Regions from separate parts of the Sus scrofa genome. Here regions 2 and 3 are each linked to region 1. The links are chromatin contacts, called in public Hi-C maps. All regions are on one chromosome and are shown on one strand. Each heading gives the region's core, a stretch centred on a gene start, on an enhancer-like site or on the middle of the called end of the contact. The rest is flanking DNA. Distances are from core to core; before and after follow the strand shown. Region 1 holds the start of CYTIP (cytohesin-interacting protein). Region 2 overlaps ACVR1 (activin receptor type-1). Region 3 holds the start of ACVR1 (activin receptor type-1).

Region 1 (3,678 bases), core at 414-2,913:
TAATAATTTAATTGTATTCTCTTTATTAACAGCTTCTTTTAATAAAAGTTTTTAAGAATCCCATTTGTGCTTCACCTGAAGAGTAAACCCAAGTATAATTGATCACCTTACCAACTTCATTAAGTGCTATAGTGATGTTTTGTAGGAAATTCAAATTCAACAAAGTTTAATACTAGTCGCTAAAAAATATGAAAGAATATATTTATACATATTTAGGTTTTAGTTACACATCTGTTTAAATAAATATGTGATAAGCTTGGTGTGGGAACTAGAGAAGTAAAAACTAGATGTCATCTGGTCTTGAAAAATGAACAATTTTCCAGGTGGACAGAATGCATGTGTGCCTGCGTTAGAACCAGTGGTGTGTAGCCCTCAAGGCAGAGGGTTTAATAAGTATGATTTAGTGAAAATTATTAAAATCTGTGCTGTACTGAGAAAAATAGGGACATGAGGCTGAGGCTGGACTAGTAGTTTGTGGCCCAGTGTGGATGCTATTTAACTAAGATATGGAGCTTGAATTTCACGACACGTGTGTTAACTAACATACTTGAGTGCCAAATCAATATTATACCTCTGTTATACTGTGTTTAGTCAAGGAAGTGTTTATGAGGGAGGGAAGTTGGGTTTTAGATAGGGTTATAATTCCCCCTGACTTTCAAAACATGTGTAAGTTGCTGAGTGAGACTTGCAACGCCCCTAGATTTCATCAAAACGGGGTTGGGTTAGTGACTCCCAGGACAGACTAGAATCATTATCTTACATCTTTAAGACACAGCAGCTTAAATTCTTTTTGATTCATCAGAAAGACACATTTAAAAAAAGCAACGTCTTTTGTCCAGTTAGTCTTGGATAACCATATACCTTAAAATATCTGGAGTCCATTGCTTAAGGAGAAGTATTTAGAAACAACATAAGTCATTTTCTAGATCTGCCCAGCCATTTTGTCACATAAAATTTAAAAAAAAAAAAAGGTCAGAAAAAGACCCATGGATAAAAGCTCTCTGCTTCACCAAATATGCTTGCTCATATGATTAGTCATTTTTAAAAACCCAGATTATTTATACAAACTGCTTGGAATGATACTATGATCTTAACTCTTTTTGTCTGCCTACAGTAATTCCACAAACATTTAGGATTGCTCACAATAAAGCTTTGTTTATGGTGTCTTAACGCACTTTGGATATTCCCAATTTCTACCATCGTAAAGAGATTTACAGGTAAGTTGAGAAATTTTCTTTTGTGCGTTTGCTCAGCACTTAGCACATTATAGACATTCTGAAGGATGGAGAACATTCCATTAAACAATTTGGGCAAAATAAAATGTAAATAAGTACATTAAGTAGTATAGCCATGTGCTTAGTGCCCTGATTGGGCAAAAAGAGGGCATGGACTAGCATAAGAGCCTGGAGGAGCATAGATCTTGGCTGTCTTTCTTGTTTGTCCACCCCCAGTATCCAGTACAGAGTAAGTACTCAATAAATACCTGAGGTCTAATGAAACAATGAATAGACTCTTTTTCCTCAGGACTTTCCTTACAGTGGTTATCTTAAGGGCATAATAAAATAATTGCTCCATGACTACTTGGGCTCATGAGTTAATGTTTGCAAAGCACTTTGAATTTCTTGGGGAAAAGAATGGTGTTTTTGTTGGCACCATATCATGTTTGCAGTGGCACACAATTACTCCTCCTCCTCTTCCTCCAGCTGCCCACACTGTGCCCTCCTCTAGCTCCATGCTGGCCCAGAAGCTCCCAGAAGGCAGCCACACCGCTCTCAATGCCTTCTTCCAGACACCTCCAGCCCTGCAGGAGAGGTAGGGACAGAGCAAATACCGGAAAGATTTCTTTAAGACCTTGCAGAAGACTCTGGAGAAATGAAACTTGGATTGATCCTAATAATGCTTACAGCCACTGTAAGAGGGATTGCAGGCTATTGGTCAGCTATGGAAGAATCTTTGGGGGCAGGCAGGTTGATCCCTGAGGACACAGTATACTACATCCTGAAGAGGAGCTAGAGGGTGTCATATGGGCAATTGGGAACATGGACCGTAGCAGCTGGTTTCTAAGGTGTATATATATAGTTTTAGAGACACAATACAAAACCTTGACTAGTTACTGGCAGAAAACACTATAATGTTGTTAGAAGGGACTCATAAGATAAGATGGGTTTCTTTTATATGAAGGTGGGCAAAAAGTATGATTACTTTTTCTATTTTTTAATATTTGATGATGGAAAAAAATAGATTCTCTCTCACAATAGATAATCGTAGGTGGCAATGTTTTCCAATGTGTTTATTGCCCTGAGTTTTTGAAACTCAATCATTTAACAGTTCAAATGTGATTTGGAAAACAAAAGCTGTTTTCCATTAAGAAAGATTGCCCTTTACGGACACATTCAAGAAAAAGAAGTTTTTTGTTGTTGCTGCTGTTTGTTTGTTTTTCTTTTTGAGGTTACAATATATTTTCACCTGATCACACACAATGAATATCTCAAGGTAATTCAGGGAAAACTGGTTACAGGTGCAGAATAACTAGAATGACTATCAGTGACAGATCTTGCCTTCAAGGCAGGAACATGTCCTATTTTTCACAACTTTGAAAAGATTTGTTTTCCAAACCAAATCATGACGTTTTCTCTCTGTGTGGAAAAATTTCCATGATACATATTTATATGCTAGTTGCTGTATGTGTGGCAAATTTGCTCTCTCTAGAAATCATTTCTAGGGATTGGAAATGAACATTATGTGGATGAAAACTAATATGGTTACCTATTGAAAATATAAATCACATAAATGATGTCTGTTTTGTTTAAGAGAAAAGCTCAGCTAAGCTTGGCTTTAGCTGAATAGCACGAAGTTAACTAAAAGTCGTAAATTTTTTTTAGAAAAAATTGTGGAAGTTCCTTCCAAATAAATTGCACTTATTAATCTAAAAACAAAAGCAAGGGGATAAAATTTCTAGTTATATTATAGTAAGTAGCATTTGAAACTCTGAAAGCTTAGAGTCCCCATAAAAGCCACATATGAAACATTTAATTGGGAGTAACGCTAGATAAGAAATGGTTTCTTCTGCTACTTGATTCATTACAGGATGAAGCACCTTGATTTTCTATTTGTACAGAGCTTGAGAATCACATAGGCATTAATGAATTTTTGTGGTTTCTCTCTCTCTTTGTGAGGTATTTGACAGCAGACAGTTTGTCTTTGTCCTGAAACAAATAGATGGGAACCCCCTTCAGGAAAGATGAAGAGCGCAGCTGAGTTAGGGTGAGATCAAATTTCCTTTTTGGAATGTCAGTGTCCTGTTGCATTGCAGGGGGCTGTAAATTCACTTAGAGCAGACTAGACGATACCCTGATACCCCACATGCTCTGGTGTGGAGACCAGGAGGGATTGCTGACAGAGATTTGCCAATTAAACTTCTATGGTAAGTTTGACTTTGAAATATGCAGTTGATTCTTATTCTGTTCTTTTCTTTGATGTGGGAGAGGGGAGGAAGTAAATGAGTTTGAATGAAGTATTATAAAATAAATAAAATATTCACAGGATTGTTGCTGAGAATTCAAGTGTTTAATGAGTAAATTGGTTTGCTCTTTTCAGATTCTTCCCTAAATATTCTGAACTTCTACTTGTTGCTAGTGGGTCTCTTTTTATTGTTCTTCTTGTTATCATATCTCCTCT
Region 2 (3,806 bases), core at 141-2,640, 340 kb before region 1:
ACCCACTGAGTGAGGCCAGGGATTGACTGCATCCTCATGGATACCAGTTGGATTTGTTTCTGCTGCACCACAACGGGAACTCCTCACTGTGATTTAAATGTCTTATATAGTAGGACTGTTGCTTATCCATCCTATATATACTAGTTTACATCTGCTAATCCCCTACTCCCAGTCCTTCCCTCCCCCCCCTTGGCAACCACAAAGTCTGTTCTCTATGTCTTAGTCTGTTTCTGTTTTGTAGATAAGTTCATTTGTGTCATATTCTAGACTCCACATATAAGTGATATCATATGGTATTTATCTTTTTCTGACTTGCTCTGCTTAGTATGATAATCTTTAGGTCCATCCATGTAGCTGCAAACGGCATTATTTCATTCTTTTTTATAGCTGAGTAATAGTCCATTTTGTGTGTGTGTGTGTGTGTGTGTGTGTGTGTATGTGTGTGTGTGTGTGTATACCACATCTTCTTTATCCATTCATCTATTGATGGGCATTTAGGTTGTTTCCATGTCTTGGCTATTATAAACAGTGCTGCATTAAACAGAAGGGTGCATGTATCTTTTTGAATTATAGTTTTGTCTGGGTATATACCCAGGAGTGGGGCTGCTGGATCATATGGCAACTCTATTTTTACTTTTTTGAGGAATCTCTATATGGAGCTTTTGAAAAGGCAGTGTACCCAGATTGTACCAGCAAATGCATTTAGACGACGGGACACATGTTCCATTATTGTGTTTGGTTCTTACACAACGTGTTGTGAGGTGTTTCTTTGCTTGCTGTGGCTCTCCATGTGGCTATCACACAGCACACAGAGGCCTGTGTCAACGGCAGCAGCCTCTGTGCAGCTGGATGGTGCCTCTTCTGGGCCCGCTTGAGGCAGTGAAATGTTATCACTAATACTGTGGGCTCTGGAATCAGCCTCTGACTCAGTCACATCAGTTTCATCATCCAAAAAGTACAATAACAGTATGCACTTTAAAGGGTTCTGATGATTAAGTGAGAGATGTATGTAAAGCATCAAGCACATGTGTGGCATATGCTACATGCTCAATGCCATTGCCATGAGTTTTGTTACTGTTCCACTGGACCTGAGTGATGGTGGCTGCTTGCAGACCTCAGCTGCCCTCTCCCCACCTCTCTTTATGCCACTGCATCCCCTGGTACTACACGTGTTTCCTCTTCACCACCCACAGGAGGGCTATGTGGAAATTATTTCACTGTGACTGGCTTTGATTATTTTGTGGTGGAATCCAGTGTTGAAATATGTCAAGAAGTGTTTGCATCTCACACAGAAAAAAACCCTGCTGGCCAAGTTGCCTCTCTTAATGGGGTGGGGACTAGGAAATACTTGTTAGAACAAGCTTATGTTTGGCACACATACTTTGGAAAACCTCTTCTGATAAGTCCTTGGGCTTGCCAAGGAACGGCATGTGCTTCTGTTCCTAAGCACAATGGGCTTGTGTACGGAAACCATGACAGCTCTTATTTTCTTCAGCAACTTAATATCTGATATTGTTTCATGATTTTATTTCACTGCTCTAGTGTATATTAAGATTTGAACAAAGGGAAGAATCATATCAGGGAAACTTAAAAATATTCATTCAAATAATTCCTTTCAGGTTTGATTATTTTATTCCTGCCCCCAACCACTCAATTTATAGGTATAGGAATCAGTGGGGAAAAAAATCCTTCCTTCTGACTCCATCTCCATATTCCTGAGAGTGGTTGGGGGCAGGAATAAGGAGGCAGAGTCAGAAGGAAGGATTTTTTTCCCCCACTGATTTCTGGAATTTCACAACCCTGATTTAACATACAGACCAGAGGGGGGCAGTCCAGTGACCTCATGACAAAATAGCCAGAGAAGCCAGCAAAACTTTATTAAAGCAAATTTTTCCTTGATATGCCTTGAAGAGCTGCCCTTCACCAAGGCATGTCTATGATGACCACCTTCTAATGGCCTGAGCATCCATGAATGATATGCTCCTTTTCTCATGAGACCTCCACAACTAGCAAGTGCTTAGAACCCTTGTGGAGCTTCTCTCTCTAGATTTGGGGCTGTGTGAGATATAAGGTGTCTTGTCATAGCTCAGCTCAGAGCATGGCTGTGCATTTGTCCTAGGCCCTTCAACCTCTCCTGACAACTATATCATCAATATTTTCAGTTGGGCCTAACCATATAGCAATATGTAACCATTTACGTTGGCTCTACTACATCATGGAGACTTCCATGATAAGTAACAAATGAATTAACAGATTTCAGACAATGCCGTTGGTCTTGACTCTGAAAGATGTGCTCAGTTCCTTATGCCTGTGAACTGTGATGGGGATGGCGGGATGACGTCTTTGCGGTCACATGTGTACTTACTTATTAGCAGGGAACAGAGCTGTCCTTTCATTTCTGTTCCTGTTTCAGAAAGAGAACCTGCCTTGAGGTACGTCAGGGCTTCTCAGTGAGTGCACCCTCTTGGGTTAAAGGGACGCCTGAGGTACTGATTCTTTGAAATCTCCAGCAGTGAGGCAGGGCCAAGGGGAATTGGAATCTCCTAGGCTGCTGTCACCTCTATCATGAGCAGTTCCATCCTTTTATCTAGTAGTTTTCCATGTGGGCTGTGGCATAAAAACCATGTTTGAAATCCTCCTGTGAGAAATGTTAAGCAAAGTAACACAAATAATAGATATACCTTTTTGAATCTTAATCTTACCAGGAAAAAAATACCTCTTTGAAAATTGTTTCCCAAGATTCTTTCATACATGTACTACCTTTATGATTTTTTTTCATATCCAGATGCCATTTCTAACATTATTTTCTTAATCATTTCATTTAAATTGGTTTTTAAACATATTTTTTAAAAGGAAATTAATGTCACTATTGGAAATGGGAAAACCAGTATCCCATGGAACTAAATGGAAGGTAACTATAAAAATACATACGCAGTGATTTAATAAGATGAAAAAGATTTGTCTGTGAACCACATTCCACTTTCTCACATGCCACCCCTGAAGGAAACTCTGTATTAACTTAGAGTCCTCTCAGAGGTCAAACATGAGCCATTCTAATCCTCTTTAAAAATGTCTTTAGTTGTAATGTTCTAATCTCTAAAGGGTTTCATAATTTCTCTAGGAATTAACTGTTAACATCAGGTCTCTGTATAGATGTAGCTGCTGCGGTTCCATTCCCCTCACCTGTTACCTGGATGTTGGATGTGACCACCAAGTTGCAGGGCAGTGAAGAGAGATGGTGTAACGTGAAGTGAGCAATCCCCACTGTGATGGGATTACAGAATAGAATCCGGGAAATGGATTCTGGTTCATCTATGTCATTAGTTAGTTGTGAACTTGGAACAATGAATTTTCCCTGGGTGGCCCTCAGTTTCTTCTTGAGGAAAATGCAGGCTGTGATCTACCTGATTCTAACATGTCTCACCTTCAGATTATTCAAATTATAGCCAAATCCATAATCTGCACTTGAGAAAGCTCCAAAGCTTTGAAAGCCAAAAACATTTGGTTTGGCTGGAGAGGATCATGAGGAAGGCCTTGTATCCAGAGACTTGCATTTTAGAAAGACCCCTCTGGTATTTCATGCTGTTTGAAGCCCTGTCCAGGGCATTCTTGTTGATCTGCACATCCATTTTGTGACGCGTATTTTAAAGGTGTTGGAACTCACGTCTGGCAATTAAGGGTTTTACTTAGAAAGATCAGGCAAATGAATGATAGGGATATTGGTTATAAAGACAGATTTGCCCTAGAGAAAACTTTCAGGGAGACAATAGGTCTAGGAAAAAAAGATGGTATAAATCAGATAGACA
Region 3 (4,111 bases), core at 678-3,177, 470 kb before region 1:
AGGTCAGTAACTTGAAGACTCCAAAAATGGACCGGACTGAGGCATATTTACACAACTTGGGAAGTTCCCACATGTATGTAATCTCATTTGAACTACACAATAAACCTCATGAGACAGGCTATATTCCCTGTCTCACGTTAAAAATGTGTCTTGGGTTAAAAACGTGCCCAAGATCATACAGTTTTTAAGTGGCAGGGCTGACACTTAGGTCTCTGTCACATTGTTCTACAGAGGGAGGATACATACAAGGATTCTTGTTTGATTGACCTGGAATTTCTTCTCCTGTTTCTCACCAATCATAAAGCCCTTCCCCTTATGGAAAAATGCCCCAGCCTTCTGCATCTTTGTGCTTATATAATACCTAGGTATTCTTTTCTAGCAGTTTCATGTATATTTGCTTTGTGTTTCTAATTAAATTGTCAACTCCTGACCTGCAGGGACCAGATCTTCCATTTTCTTTGCAACCTTTTGCAGTACAGCAGACAGTCACCCAGTAAATGCCTGCTGCATGAATGAACCTGCAGAGATAAAAATACTTTATGGTATTCCCAGTTATTGGTTTCACGCTTATATTTGGCTTTGTGATGGGGTTATACATTCTAAACTTCTAGAGGGTAGAGAAAATGGCCTGGTGCTTTCCTTACACTCTGCAGGCACCATGCAAAATTCGATCCTCGCATGCCTTTTTGATGCTCTGGATAATATTAGAACACTGGAGTGTTTTTGTGTATCCAAGGACCGAGGTTGTCAGCCTCTCTGTGGCGGGGAATGTTCCTTCCTTTCCACTGTAAGCTCTCATGGCGCCTAGGACAGCGGTAGGTTACCGCAGACCCCCGCCCCTGTACCCCCCCATTTTTTTTTTTTTTTTTTTTAAATAAGGAGGTGTACTGCGAAAATGGCAAGCTCTTGCATAACCCCAGACCTTGAGGGGAAATGAGCAAAGTGGAAGGGGATTTGAAGGCAGGTCAGAAATGGCCTGGATGAGAATGCCGAGGCTTCTCTGTGAGAATCCAGTCGGCCAGGCAGGACTCCAACCGCTCGCAACCCGCAGTCCCGGGCCGGGGAGGCAGCCCGCCCGCCGGCCCGCCCACCCCGCGCGCCCCCGGGAGCTGTCCAGACAGCCCCGCCCGCGCCTACCTGGGCTCTCACCCCGCCGTGCGGCCTCTCTGCCTCCCACCCTGGCCGCGGGAGCCCGGCTCAGGCCTGCCCCGCCGCCTCCCCGCCTCGAAGGAGCCCCGCGGGAGGCGCGCTCGCAGCCTCCTCTGGGCTGGCCAGACAGCGTGGGGCGCGCCGGGGGCGGCTCGGCCAGGCTCGGCGGGGCTCGGCGGGCTCGCCCCGGGCCGGGCGCCTGCAGGGGGCGCGGGAACGGCCCCGCCCCGCCGCCTTCCCTCTCCCTCCCGGCTCCCTGGAACCGCGCCGGGAGGAAATGATGTGTTGCTGCCTGGTTAATCACAGCTCCAGACACTCATTGGCCGAGCGCTCCGCAGCCACTTCCTTCTCCTCCTCCTCCCGCTCCTCCCGCTCCCGCTCCTGCTCTTTGCAGCCGCCGCCGCCGCCGCAGCCTCCCCCTCGGCGCTGGGGGAACTTTTCTACTCTCAGTGACCGACTCCCCCGCCGCCCCCCGGCCAGCCCCCACCCGGCCCGCCCCGCCCGCTGCAGTCCTCCCAGCCCTGTCCGCAGCGCCTCGGGAAGTTTATTCCGCCCGCCCTCCTCCCCTTCCTTCTCCTCCGCCTCCTCTTCACCCCGCCTCCCCTCCCTCCCCCGGCTCTTTTCCCGGGGTGGCTGCCGCTGCCGCTGCCGCCGCTGTCTCTGCCAGGCTGCTCCTCGGCCAGCCGCACCGGCCCCAGGGCTGGAAAGCCCCTGGCCCCCAGCACCGGCTCGCCGTACCCGCCCGCCGCAGCCGCCGCCGCCGCCGCCGCCGCCGCTCGGGGCCGGTCGCCCGCCCTCGGCCCCGCGGAGTTCCGGGCTCCCTCGCCGGCTGCACCGCCCCGCCCCGCCCCGCGCCGCGCCGACCTGCAGCGCCCGGCTGGCTCGCACTCCGCCTCCCCGGCTCAGCCCCCCGCCGCCGCGGGACCAGAGGTGAGGGCAGGTCGCCGGCCGCCCCTGCCAGAGACCGGAGGACCGTGGGAGGAGGGAGCCTAGGCAGGAGAAGGGGCAGGGAATGGGGGTGGGAGGGTGGGCGTCAGCGGTGCTTCCCCCTCGCTTTCATTCCTTTCTCCCCCAAGCCGATCCACTCTTGGTGGGGGAAGCAGCCGCGGAAAAAAACTGTCTTGCTGTGGCCCTGAACTGCCAGTGGGATATGGGAGAGGGCAGAGGCAAGGAGTGGGTGGTCGTGTGTGTGTGTGTGTGTGTGTGTGTGTGTGTGTATATGTATGTATGTATGTGTGTGCGCATATGCATGTAGTGAACTCCTTCAGGGTGTGCGCCTCTGACTTGTAAATCGATCTGGCCGCCTGGCCACGGGGCTCACCTTCCTAGCTGAGCTTCGTAGAGAGTAAAGGGATGGGCGAATCACCCCCCACCTTCAAAATATCCGTCTCTTCCAAGAGGAATTTTCTGCTGGAGAGACAGCCAATAAACTCTGCTCAATGCCCTCCCTCCCTCCGTTCTTCCTAGCTGCAGTTTCAAAAAGCTTCAAAGCCAGGAATGTGGGATTCATCTTCCGATCCCCAGAAGGCAAATGTGGTTACAGATGTTGCACGGTACTTTGCCAAGTTTAAAACCCTTCCTTCAACACTGTAACCAAAACAGTGAGGCTAGAACCTTGGGCGCGCTGATATATGTGGGCCTCGGACTGTTGGACTCACTAACCCGTCGGGTTCTTGAGTATCTCAGCTCTGCCCAGTTTGTGCCAGATCTGTCTCCCACTCAGCTCCGACCCCCCTTTTCCTCCGGAGTTTTGAACGCTCTTTGCAGGGGAGAGAAGCTATAGAGGAAGCTACTTAGGGAAAAAAAAACATTCAACCTCCTAGCAGAGGAAAAGTCTTGGTGAAAAAGTTGTGCTTAATACGGCTCTGGGAGAGAGGTAGCCAAGTAATACAGTGGATGTTAATTTTATTGGGCTTTCTTTGCTTTCTTTTTTGAAGTGTGTGTCTGTGATTGAGGTTAGATGATGAGAAAAGAAACTTGTTTCATAGAGATTTTTTGTATTTTCGAAAAGAAGCCCTGGCATTTAGACACAGATCAACCCAGTGGTTTTAAAAGAATCCTGTCCCAGAGATGCAGACTGCTCTGACAGCTCAAGGAAAGGCGGTGGCAAAAAATAGATACCACCTCCCTTTCCCCCCAAAAAAATTCTTCCTGGAAAGGTAGTGGTAAGAAATTTCAAGAGATGGGCTGATCCAAGTGGCGGGCCTTAAATGGAAACACTATAGTATGTCCTGGCACTTGTCTCTGGAGGTGGGTGGCTGGCGGTGGGGGGTGGGGGTGCGGCTTGGGCAGCCAGCAGACACCACCAGACTTGTGCTGACCTCATACACTGGCCTCTCCATCCACTTTTACAGTATGCTTGAGTATGAAGTATGAGTCCTCTGCATTTCACTGATGGGGACACAAGGCTCAAGAGGCTATCTTAGGCCTGGACAGGACTTGAATCACCTGGCTTCCAAGACCAAATCACTTTTGTGTGTGTGTGGTGTATGATTCAGTTGTTTTTGTTTTCTGCCCTGGGATTAAAAAAACAAGGCTTTTGAGGCTGAGATGTGTAGGCCTTAGATTGATGGAATTGTGTTGGGTAATCTAATTTCTACTGTCGCCCCTTGTAAAAATACTCAAAGGTGGTGAATGATGTTCTGATAAATTCTGGAGAGATGGCAAAAAATCAAGGGCCGGGATGGGTTCATTCTCTACGTTTCTAGCAGTATAAGTGTATTTTACCTGAATAGGAGAGAGTGGTTTTCAATAAAACTTGATATAGGTAGTAGTTGTACCACTTTTGTACCTTGGAAGAGAGTGAGCATTTGAATCTCAATAAGTTTCTTGTTACCTCTAAGTAACGTAAAAGAATACCAAGGATGGAGAGTAAAGATGGAGGTGTATGCCATCATCAGGAATGTAACTAATTCATTTCAGAAGTGAGGGATTTAATGGCATTAATAGTATAGTAATTTTT

The links. A called contact is a pair of places that touch in the nucleus more often than the background predicts.
Region 2: a contact with region 1 is called in a Hi-C map of embryonic fibroblasts, with 3 times the contacts expected there. The contact joins the enhancer-like site here to the promoter of CYTIP in region 1. A contact is called at or near these places in 4 of 47 Hi-C or Micro-C datasets (alveolar macrophages, embryonic fibroblasts, fibroblasts and 1 more).
Region 3: a Hi-C map of embryonic fibroblasts shows a contact between it and region 1, with 2.2 times the contacts expected there. The contact joins the promoter of ACVR1 here to the promoter of CYTIP in region 1. A contact is called at or near these places in 4 of 47 Hi-C or Micro-C datasets (embryonic fibroblasts, fibroblasts and liver) and 1 of 2 datasets of contacts at active chromatin or transcription factors (alveolar macrophages).

The regions. Positions count from the first base shown.
Region 1 is chr15:64,419,291-64,422,968 of Sscrofa11.1, reverse strand. It overlaps CYTIP (cytohesin-interacting protein), which reads left to right and starts at 1,663. Exons shown (of 9, transcript XM_021074749.1): 1 at 1,663-1,812; 2 at 3,314-3,424. The coding sequence starts at 3,422.
Region 2 is chr15:64,763,620-64,767,425 of Sscrofa11.1, reverse strand. All of the region lies in intron 9 of ACVR1 (activin receptor type-1), which reads left to right. LOC102166560 (a long non-coding RNA gene) reads right to left here. Exons shown (of 3, transcript XR_002339475.1): 2 at 2,366-3,806. Among named protein-coding and RNA genes, the nearest start is that of ACVR1, 130 kb to the left of the region's middle. Within about 2 kb of position 1,390, at least 14 of the 83 cell types and tissues checked have an H3K27ac peak or open chromatin away from gene starts, as enhancers often do. A contact at or near this core is called in embryonic fibroblasts, where this site is marked.
Region 3 is chr15:64,889,469-64,893,579 of Sscrofa11.1, reverse strand. It overlaps ACVR1 (activin receptor type-1), which reads left to right and starts at 1,927. Exons shown (of 11, transcript XM_001927798.7): 1 at 1,927-2,079.